Regions from separate parts of the Mus musculus genome. Here all the other regions are linked to region 4. Evidence: chromatin contacts called from public promoter capture Hi-C data. All regions are on one chromosome and are shown on one strand. The core of a region is the stretch at or near the end of the contact, and the rest is flanking DNA. Distances in the headings are between cores, read along the strand shown.

Region 1 (2,700 bases), core at 200-2,699, 1.2 Mb before region 4:
ATCAAAACCCGGTTAGAAGAAATGGCCCACACTACACAGGGTGCTGTCAATTGTTTCTTTTAGTGTGGTTTTTAGTTCCACATCACATGTGTAAAAGTGTGTATCTTGCTTTGAATTGGCTCCCCACTCCCACTCCCCTGCCCCGCCCCCCCCCCCCAGGGATTCTTTTTGATGTATGGTACTTAGGAAGTAAAGACTATTGAGCTAAAGATGAAGCTTTTGTTTTCTAGTTGGCAAGTTCGCTTGTGAAAGCTAAGGCAAGGTGTTCTCTTAGGGAAAGGAGTGAAGGGGTGGGGTAAAAAAAAACAAACAAACAAAAAAAAACAAACCACCCGATCCGATGGTAACACACAAAGTCAAGATACTGTACACTGATTGCTGTTAGGGTGACTCTCACTTCTGTTGGAACTGGTTGTTTTTCCTCCTTACTTCAGTGGACTTACAGGCGATCCTAGCAAAAATAGCTAGGATCTGCTTACTCTAGAAACCTTTCTGTGCGAAAGACACAACACCAACCAGGAGTCCCATGGAGCTTTGGTGAGTCAAACTTTTTACGATCTAGCTGGCTAGTGGGACTAAAATCCCTGCTTAAATTAGGGGAATAATAGTGAGATTTCAAACCCTCAGAATTAATGGAAGGGTCGATTCGGTTCAGAGGTCCGGTCCTGGTGGTCTGGGGGAGGGAAGCTTTACCGGATCTCAGGACTTCCAAACTCAAGACACCCCGCTGAGGGCGCTCCTGCCCCTATCTAGCCGGCCAGTCCAGGCTGTAGATAGTCTCCCAAGCCCTGAGCAGAACACAACTAAGTTTTGTCTTACACCTGAGGAGTGTTAGGAAACAGTCGCTCCAACCAACTGGTTTAGCCCAGAAAATGTAAGTACATTCTGGTTTACTTTCTTTTCGTTCACACTGGAAATGGAACCGATCTCAGTCTGGTTCAGAGGGGGCTTGGGTCGGTGACTCGGCTTTTCCTAAGACTACAGATAACTTTGGAAACTGACCAGAAACAAGTACTTTTTCCGAGCCCTTATCCTACCCCAGCGGTGGAACCCGCATACCGCGGATCTCACTAACTTCAAGTTAAGGTGTGAGACAGACCCACGCAGAAGGATTCCCACGATCCGCAGAAACGCAAGCGTGGACGTCCGGGACGCGCCGCGGGCCGGGGCGTGGGCGGTCGCAGAGCACCTCCCGCAGGTCCAGGGAGCAGCTCCGGGGCCAGGTCACCTGACTCCCGGAATTTGGGGCCGCGCGGAGTGGGAGTGGCTAGCAACTCCCTCCTGGAGCCCACGGGATCCAGGTCGGGGGCCGGCGCCCGGCGGCCACGTGGTGGTGCTGCCGTTGCCCCCGCCCTGCCGGCGGAGCCCCGGAGCTGAGCGCCCACTGACCCCGCGTCGGGAGGAGGAGGAGAAGGAGGAGGAGGAGGAGGAGGAGGAGGAGGAGGGACCCAGCGCAGGAAGCCGAGCAGGAAGCGAGCCCGGCAGCCGCACTTTCCTGGGGAAGCGGCGGGCGGGACGGCCAGCGGGGCCAGGAGCTGAGGCCGCCGCTTGGATGGGGTGAGTGGCGGCGGCGAGGCTGGGGTGCGGGCTCTGGACTCGGTCCCCGCCTTTGTGTCTGGGGCTGCGCAGAGCTCCGGGCGCCGAGAGGAGCGGGCGGGAGTTTTGGTCTGGACAGAGCTTTGGCCGCTCACTGACCACGGAAGACAGTTGGAAGGGGGGGTGGGGTGGAGGAACGGGAGGATAGTGGGGATCTGGCAGAAAGAGAGAGAGGTGCGACCTAGTTTGGAAAGGGGGTTCGCCTCCTCTGGCGGTCTGGTGCGGGACAGTGGCGCGGGGTGTCTGCGGAGGGAGCGCGGGTGGGAATGAATGACCGGACCCGAGAGGACGCTGTGGCTGCGCCCCCGGGGCAGCCCGTCCCACTTTCGTGCCCTGCCCCGGGTCCGGTGCCCCAGTCCTTGCTCCCTGGCTCGACCCACCTCTTGACTGAACTTGGAAAAGCCGGAGACGGGAGGTGGGAGCGAGAGACGCCCGGTGGCTCTGGAGACCCACAGTCCGCTATTGTTCCTTTACGGACTCAAGGGAGCTGGTGAGCTGTCTGGAGGGCGCAGGCGAGACCACCCTGGGCCTGCCACTACCCCTTACCCCCAACTCTCCTTGTCATTTTCCCCCACCACAGCTCCTAGGAGGGCAGGGAGGAGGATGCTGGAGTTGGGAAACATTCCAAGCTGCTGGGCTTAGGTCGGCATCCTTCGCGACCCGTCCGGGAGGGCAAGCATCCATCCTTCTTTCAACTCTCGCCTACTGTCTTGGGCCAGTTTGTGTCGCCAGTTTAGGTTCTGCAGTTTCCAGTAGTTTTTCATTTTGGATTTCACATTTCCTTTGGTGGAGGGGGGTTAAGTATGGAAAGGCAACAGATGGGGAGATTAAAGCAGATGGAGCCCACTGTGACTTAAAGAGGCAGGGGTGACCTCACAGAGGCCTGAGCTTTATATAAAGCCAGGCTTTCTTTTCTAAGGAGCCCAGCTCAGCTCAACTTTACGTCGTTACCAAGTATGCAGATGCAAGGCCACTCACTTCGTACCTGCTCCTTCCCTTCACTCTGAACTCTGGTGATTTGAATGCTATCGGCTTTAGGAAGAATAGCGCAGAGCAGAGCTGCCTGGGACTAGAAGACTGCTTATTGTCTGGGGTATGAGATCT
Region 2 (2,700 bases), core at 44-2,543, 1.3 Mb before region 4:
GAGAGAGAGAGAGAGAGAGAGAGAGAGAGAGAGTGTCTTAGAACTGGTAACTGAAATGACCCTTAACTAATTTTCCACCTAATGGACACTAACATGATTGATGTCACCTAAACATTCACTTCTCATTAACAGAGCAGGGAATCCTGGACAAATCCTATCAGAGCCCGAGGAATCAATCAGGATTATCTGCAAACACTTAATCCCATGCACATCCTGTTTCCGGGACTTCCCAGGCGCAGGCATTGTGAGCCTTCCAGGCAGCTCCTGGGGGCCCTGGAGCAGCACTTGTGACGAAAGCTACCACAATGAAGGGCTGCTGACGTCAGGATTGGAGACGTCCCAGATTTCCTCCCCAGCAGTCAAGAGTCAAGGCGTTGGAGATCTTGACCGTGAACCGCCGCAGGCGGGAGAAACCACAGTACAGTACGGTTAAGTTGGTGTTGCCGATAAAGAGACAGAATAAATAATGTTTAGTGTGAGTGCATCTCAAACATTGCCCAGGATTCACTTATACTAAAGGATTAGTTATCATTTCTCTGATGTTCGAATTTAACTGAACTTTCTTACTGTGCTTTTAGTTGTTGGATATGGTAAAATGGAGAGCCTTCGCTGTCCCCTTCTGATTGGTTCGCTTTACTTATTAAACGCAGCTTTCCTGTGACCACTTATGTTTTATAAATACATGTGCCAGACCATTCTGATCACGTTGCTGCTCTAAGTAAGCCTGGCAGGTAATAAACAAGGAGGGACTAATGCAGAAACTTGGACTGGGCTGGCTGTGGGAGGGAGAGCCTCCAGTATTCTCCCTGGACACTGAAAGCAGTAAAGAGCTCTCGTGGTGATTGACAGGACCATTTCTTGACCGTTAGCTGGCCTGGTTGTTGTACAAAGAAGGTGGTGGTGATAGCAGGCAGTGAGCTCACTACCCTGCCCAGACTGGAGCTGTTGTTCCTCTGAGTACGAAACTGTCCGGGGGCGAGAGAATTGGGCAACGAGAAAGAAACCGCGTGTGAGGTCGAGCTTGGGTCATGGCCTTGCTTCCCACAAGGCACCTCTTGTCTCTAGACTGGGGAAGAACTGATGCAAGGCAGTCTGAGACTGAGAGCCGTCTATCACTGCAGGTGAAGTAAACAGCTAGCCAGCTGGCAGAGTTTGAGGGTCTGACCCAGCACCCTCCACTACCAGCAATGTCTCCCAATCCCAGTCTTTGGTCTCACACCTTGGGGACATCAGGTCATCTGGACTAGATCCTTCCAAACAAGTACATGAGAAAAGACTCTTTACCTGACAGTTTCTTTATGGATCCTGTCTGCCCCCTTCTGGCCTCTGCAAGCACTGAATGTATCTACTGCACAGACCTGCTGACAAAACCCCACACATATAAAATAAAACCAAAGACTCAACCTAGCAATCTATTTAGTTACTGTGAAGAAGCAGATGCTGTGCGGTTCTGGTGTGCGTTCCCTCTCGGTCTGCAGCTCCCTCTCCCCACCTCAGCCCGAAGAGCTTTCAGAGAAGCCAGGAGAGTGTTATGGGTTGGATGACATCATTCTGAAATCCTCCCCTCCCCCACCCCCATACTTCAGAATGTGACCTCAGCTGGATATAGGTTGTTGTAGATTATTAAGTTAAGATGAAGTCATTAGTGCAGATCTTGATTAAGTACATGTGCGTGGCTGAACCTTTATGCAAGTCAGAAAGTTGGACACAGAGGCAGACGCACAGAGGGAGACTGCGATGTGGAAATGCAGGCAAGAAACAGGGCGATACATTTTCAGGAGAGGGAATGTCAGTGAATTACAAAGGATCACTAGGAGCTGGAAGGAGGAATGAGTCCTGTCTGGGAGCCCTTGCACTTCAGGTCCCACAGTTTAACACAGTACAGTTCCCTTCTTTTGTCAGAGTAGCCCAGGAAACATACATATCACCTTGACCACATCGTTCTTCTCTTTGCTTAACGTTCATAGAGGCATAAAGAACAAAAATGGCTGGAGGGTGAAGAGGAGAGAAGTGGGCGTGGGTGTCTCACAGCAACCTCAGAACTCCGAGCCTCCGACTGCTGTTGGGCCAGAGCCCAGAACTTAAGAATTTCCCAAAGTGAAGAAGGATTTGGGGCTGCCAGGGACTGGTCCTTCGGAATCAGCCCATGATCCAACAGAACTGACTGGCTCTGACTTCCCACATAGTTCAGTGCCTTTCTTTGCTGCGTCCCCATTGTTTCTCCTAGAGATGGGGTAGGTCTTTGGCCTCTCTAACACCTCAGGATTCAATCTTCTCCCATCTCTAGTTTTAAAGGCTTCTAGCTTCCGTTTCCTGTTTTACTGGCCCCGCCCTGGTTTTGCTGTTAGCACTCATGTGTTGACACAGAACCCTCATGGGGACCCTGGCCCAACTTCTTTCTCTTTTTACGTGTCTGTGTTTACAATATGTGCCCGTGTGTATGTGCTTGTGCATAGGTAGAGTTGTAAAGGCCTGAACTTGCCCTCGCGTGTGCTCCATAGGTTGTGCTCCATAGGGTTCCGTTTTGCGGAGGCACGATCTCTCGCTGAACTTGGAACTCTATTTCTAAGTAGTCGTCTAACTAGTCTAACTAGTCGTCTAACTAGTCTAGCTAGCTAGCTTGTTCCAAAGATCCCCATTGTCTGATTCTCAAGCACTAGGATAATAGGCAGCCTCCACACCCACCTGGATTTTATGTGT
Region 3 (2,700 bases), core at 176-2,675, 1.4 Mb before region 4:
AAACCACCATGAAAACCTTTTTGCCCATTAGCAGTATCAGTGTCTTGGTAGTCATGGTGAGAGTGACATTGAAGGTAGGTTCTCCTCCATGTTCTTGGTACAAAGATCCTTTTTAAATTTCCCATCCTGCAGCAGTGAATACCACATCACAGAACATTTCTGGGCCCCAGGTGTCAGCCCATTTATGAAAAATCTTGACTGGCCATTGCCTACCAAAACACCAACCTCAACTGGCTTAATGCTAATGAAAGTCTTCCTGGGGACAGCAGCCCAGATCGAAGGTGAGTCCTTGTAGCCAACGATGGCTAAAGGTCTGCCAAGAGACTGTCCATGTAAGTGTTCCACCCAGCCCTGGCATTGCTGCCAGGACCTCATGTTGGCCTTAGGCTGGGCACAGCCTGGACTCCAGCTAGAAGGCAAGCTCAAGAAAGAATTTAAGACATCCTGAAGGTAACAACTTAACACGATAATTCACAGCTGCATAATAAATGCCACCATTTCAGTTATGGTTATAGTCCATAATCTAGCGCAGATGAGTAGGATTCTACCGTACATAAATGAGGTGAAAAGTAAGAGCTAGGCTTTCTGACCTGGAACAATGGAGGAATGTTGCAATTGTATTGTCTCTTAGTCCCACAAGAGCTCAAAAGCTATTAGACAAAGATCAGTAGCACTATGAGGTGTCAAGAAATACAAAGCCCTCGAGTCATCACAATATTAAGCAACTACTCAATCCCATGCCTGTAATTTCCAGGTAAGAATCGTTATGAAATGAATATTAATCCTGAGAGTTCAACCCTTTCTCTCTGGTGTCCTCCAACATCTCAATTTTAGCTATTACACAGAATTCTTAGACAAAGAACAAAGACTTAATCTACTGCATTCCTTTCCTGGTGGCCTCCCCTGGTTCAGCAGATTCCCCTTCATAGCCAACCATCTGTTTTGGAGGACACAGAACTTTTGTCTTGGTATTCTGCCAAGAACAAATCCTTCCATCTCCTGATTTTGAAGTAGGTTCTTGAACTTTAGTCTCCAAGCCCTCATTCCAAATTGCCAGGGGAAATGTAACAATAGAAATAAGCCTCTGTCCCTAAACTCTGGGTATGAGAAATACTAATGCCCTCATTTTCTACAAATCAATTTATTCTGTTTATTCAATATCCATGGAAAATTAAACCTCAAAAATCATTCTTGGGGCAGCTCCTCTTCCACTGCACCATGGGAGAAGGCAGTATACCAAACTTTGGGGTTCTTCCAGCCACTGAGGGCTCTTTGGCACCATACATCTGCCTTCCCTAGGACCACTAAGTGTTAAAGGCCAGCTCTGACACTGAATGTTAAAGTGAAGAAAACCAAGTGTAGAGTCAGCGATTGGGGCTGGTGCTGACATTAACCAATGAACCCCGTGCTGATGACAGGAGGCAATTTATAGGGTCAGCACTCTCTGTGACTAGCAAGAAACTCTGAACTCTAAACCCTTTGAGGGCTGGTGAGAAAGAAAGAAAAGAGAAAATTCACACACTCATACATACAAACTTAGTGGATGAAGCAAATCAGGTGCCAACAAGTAAGTGCCAACAACTTCACACATACACATGTAGACAGACAGACAGACAGACAGACAGATAGGCAGGCAGATAGACATACATTTACACATTGGTAAAAAAAAATCCCTATCTATTTTACATACATCTATGTATACAGAGTTGGTGGATAGAGCAAAACTCCAGCAAAAAAGCTCTAACAACTTAATTTTTTCTCTTAGCCTTTTTCTGCCCCCTAAGTCAGTTCTCTACATAAGAAAAGTCATCTCATTAAAAAACAGATAAAATTGTTACACAAGAGGGAGTTACAGCAGGATTATTGATTACATGTTTTTCTACTAATATGTATACCTAACTAGATATTTTCATCCATCTCTTATTCTACAAGTTCATTATAAGTTCAAAGCAGCAGTTTTATCTGCCTTTTATTCCACATGTTCAGTACAAGTTCAAAGCAATATTATTTTAAACAAAGCTTTTGCCAAGAAACATGCCACTTGTCTTATGTCTTATTTTTGAAGTCTAGCTAATCATCCATTTTCTATTCTTCCATTCATAATAGAATTACCCACTCCCTGTTCATGGCCTTACCATGGTGTACACCAAGGTCTGTGGCCTCATCTGGACCTAACCTAGAATGAATGTTTTCCTCAATCATTTATTTTTTTTCCAATTCTATTTTTCTTCCTAGTGCAATTTACATCCTTGTAACACAAGACAGCTTACTGTACTCCTTTCCCAACCTAGGCAACCTTTATTATTTCGCAGGAAGAGAAACATTATAATTTTTTATTCTAACTTTAAACTTTCTATCAACTATCTTAAATTCTTAACTTCTTAATCTTATTTGAATCAAATCAGGTATTCTGTAAAATCATTACCAGGAATTATAAAACCATCAATTCATCTAAACAGCATCATTTCATGAAAGTTCATCTTCATGTTGATCTAAAGGAAATTTGCCCAACAGAATCGGCTAACATCCAGGAAGCAATTATGACAAACTATAGGCAGAAAGGGTCTTTTTTTGCCTAATCACACCATGTCAGAAAAATGAGGAATTCAGCCAGGACAAGTATGAGAAGGCACATCAACAGCAAGAAGCAATCCTGGGATGAAATCCCTGGGGCTGTGCCTTTTCAGAATACATTTATTG
Region 4 (2,700 bases), core at 17-2,516:
GTTGTGCAGCTGGGTCTTCATGTGGGACTCCTAAAACCGAAGCCAGGGCTGTCTCTGACTACATTGCCTGCCTTTGGAAGCCTTTCTGCTAACTGGGCTGCCTTTTCTAGTCTCGAGAGAAGAAGATGTGCCTAGTCTTACTGCAGCTTGATATGTCAAGGCTGGTTGATATCCAAGGGAGGCCTCCCCTTTTCTGTGGAGAAATGGAAGAATGTTAGAGAAGGTTGGAGGGAAGGGAGAAAGAGGGATTGGGAGCAAAGGATGGGGGGGGGGGCGCTGCAGTCAGAATTTAGGATAAATAAATAACTTAATCAATTCTTAAAATGATTTAAGAAAAGGATCCACAGAACCTACTTAGTTCAGCTCTTGTGCTCATGAGTGTATAACTGCCCACTAGAGCTTGAGCAACCTACCATGGGACACACTTTTAAAGAAAACTAACTCTTAATCGCCTGGTATTTGTCAACCTGCCAGGAGGGCCTCAGCTAGGGATGTGGCCTCTTGAACACCTGCTCTGTCCATATTGGAATGTGGATTGGTGTGATCTCATGCCAGTCTTGTGTCACAACCATAGCTTCTGTGAAATTATGAACACAAAGATCCTATTATTTTTATAATAGATAATTTCACTGTATTTCTCTTTGGCTCCTGCCTCTTCTGATCTTTCCTTCTCTCCTCCATGGTGTTCCCTGAGTTCTTGAGGGGAGTGTTTCATGGCTGGTACTATAAATCTGACCACGAACCCGTGCCAGGGAGGTCTTAGAGCATAGGGGAAAACACAGGACTATTGTTTGTTTAAAAGACAGAGTATCAAACTGTCTTCTAGACATTTGTCCTTATACCCATAGAATAGTGCAGCCTTGCCTCTCATTAGAGAAGCTCTTTTCTCACTTCTCTCTCAGAGAGCAGAGAACTGGGCGTGACCATTGAGGGTTCAGCCCTAAGTGGGACAACTCTATCCTAGCATCATTATTCCTAAAACAAGAGCATCCCCAACCAACTGAGGAGCATCGTAAGTGTGGATTTTGGCCTTGTGATCCTGTTACATTGGACCCTGAGATCATCTGAAGCATCACTTGAAGTCTACCACCTTGCTCAAAAGTAAGCAGTTAAGTTCAGGAGCTTCAGGGAATACCAAGATGCAGGAAAAAAAAAAGTCACACTCTACCTCTCCGTTTTCTCTACCTCTGCTTACAGCAGCAATCCTTTTGCTCAGACTTCCTGTTTCTGGCACTTGCCTTCTTCTGTGATGTTCATAGTTCCCTGTCTGTGGTTTAGCAGGCACAGAGCTGGTTTGGGTCTCCCTCTCTCTCATTCACTTGCACATACAAGCGTGCTTCTTCTCTATTCTTTCTCTCTCTCTCTCTCTCTCTCTCTCTCTCTCTCTCTCTCTCTCAGAATGATGGCTCTGGGTAGAGCTTTCGCTATAGTTTTCTGCTTAATTCAAGCTGTTTCTGGAGAAAGTGGAAATGCCCAGGATGGTGAGTCATTTCTAACTCCTTTTTTAAAGGATTTCAGATTACCTGTAGCATATATGATCAAGTTACACAGTTCTCTAACAGGGCAAGCAAGAATTTAGCACTAATTAGGTTGTTTTGTGGGTATTAATCACCAGGACAGAGGGAATGATGACAATACTGCAAATGGCTTGTAACTCTCAAGAACTGTCAAGAAGCATTGAGTTTCATTCAAATTCTGGCTCATAAATGTGGATGTATGCTGGTAATTTCAAAAAAGAAACCTCATATCAGTTCTTTGTTGGAGCTTTTTGGATGATCGCTTCCAAAACTGTATTAGACTGAAAAATCAAGCCATTGTTGTTTTGACTGTTTATGGAGTTCTAAAACCCTAGATACCCATGATAAATTAATGGCCAGAAACGAGAGGTTTGTGTATTCACCAAAACTGTATTTCTAGTGTCTAGAGTTTAGAAGTTACTCTATAATGTATTTCTTCAACATACTTTAGCTTTGGCAGATTCATGTTAGATTGCTGATGAATAATTCAGTAGTATGCTAAGGAAGGTGTCTTCTTTGAAATACACAGGGTTGCTTTTATATTCAGAGAATCCATTATATGGTCATCATAATTCTCCTCAGAATCCATAAAATACTTAGACCTTGACTTCTTAAAAATAGGCATTTTAATTACAGGACTGTACTCAAACGTCTCTGGCAGACACAGCAGCTACATGGAATGTGAATCTCCAATTTGTTTCTACAAATTAATTAAACTGTTTTCATACACACACACACACACACACACACACACACCATTAAAAGGGGAATGTGTGTGTGTGTGTCTTTGTGTATGTGCGTGTGTGTGTGTGTGTGTGTGTGTGTGTGTGTGCATCCTGCCTCTGGTTCCTGAGTGCTAGGATTAAAGGCAGACACCACCATGGCTGGCCTATATGTGCATTCCTAAACTGGGTGCAGTAGTACATCCCTGTAGTCCTGAAGCCTAAGAGGCTGAGACAGAAAAATCATCTTTGTTCCAGACCAGTTAAAGCTACATTGCATAAGCTTGTATCAAATACATCTGTATTTTCTTTATGCACAGTATCAATACACATCAGCCTAGCTCTGTAGTTTAGCTCTTCAGTCAAATGCCTTTAGTTGTGCATCCTAAGCTTAGATATTTGTGTGACTTTACTTTGTAATCAGCAAGGATGGAAAACCCTTGCATGTTCTTATGAAGAGA

Evidence for each region. Promoter capture Hi-C pulls out the DNA fragments that hold promoters and counts their contacts.
Region 1: a contact with region 4 is called in a promoter capture Hi-C map of hippocampal neurons, with 2.8 times the contacts expected there. The contact joins the promoter of Rai14 here to the promoter of Il7r in region 4. A contact is called at or near these places in 2 of 39 promoter capture datasets (hippocampal neurons and pre-B cells) and 1 of 115 datasets of contacts at active chromatin or transcription factors (bone marrow-derived dendritic cells).
Region 2: a contact with region 4 is called in a promoter capture Hi-C map of the C10 cell line, with 5 times the contacts expected there. The contact joins the enhancer-like site here to the promoter of Il7r in region 4. A contact is called at or near these places in 4 of 39 promoter capture datasets (the C10 cell line, embryonic stem cells, hippocampal neurons and 1 more) and 2 of 115 datasets of contacts at active chromatin or transcription factors (bone marrow-derived dendritic cells and large pre-B cells).
Region 3: a promoter capture Hi-C map of the 3T3-L1 cell line shows a contact between it and region 4, with 2.6 times the contacts expected there. The contact joins the enhancer-like site here to the promoter of Il7r in region 4. A contact is called at or near these places in 3 of 39 promoter capture datasets (the 3T3-L1 cell line, hippocampal neurons and pre-B cells) and 2 of 115 datasets of contacts at active chromatin or transcription factors (bone marrow-derived dendritic cells and large pre-B cells).

The regions. Positions count from the first base shown.
Region 1 is chr15:10,713,380-10,716,079 of GRCm38.p6, reverse strand. It overlaps Rai14 (retinoic acid induced 14), which reads left to right and starts at 1,449. Exons shown (of 18, transcript NM_001166408.1): 1 at 1,449-1,557. It overlaps 4930556M19Rik (RIKEN cDNA 4930556M19 gene), which reads right to left and starts at 1,244. Exons shown (of 7, transcript NR_045063.1): 1 at 1,100-1,244.
Region 2 is chr15:10,867,649-10,870,348 of GRCm38.p6, reverse strand. No RefSeq gene overlaps it. Among named protein-coding and RNA genes, the nearest start is that of Gm19276, 40 kb to the right of the region's middle. Within about 2 kb of position 1,293, at least 43 of the 459 cell types and tissues checked have an H3K27ac peak or open chromatin away from gene starts, as enhancers often do.
Region 3 is chr15:10,915,091-10,917,790 of GRCm38.p6, reverse strand. It overlaps the pseudogene Gm29742. Among named protein-coding and RNA genes, the nearest start is that of C1qtnf3, 36 kb to the left of the region's middle. Within about 2 kb of position 1,425, at least 9 of the 459 cell types and tissues checked have an H3K27ac peak or open chromatin away from gene starts, as enhancers often do.
Region 4 is chr15:9,528,442-9,531,141 of GRCm38.p6, reverse strand. It overlaps Il7r (interleukin 7 receptor), which reads left to right and starts at 1,266. Exons shown (of 8, transcript NM_008372.4): 1 at 1,266-1,481. The coding sequence starts at 1,400.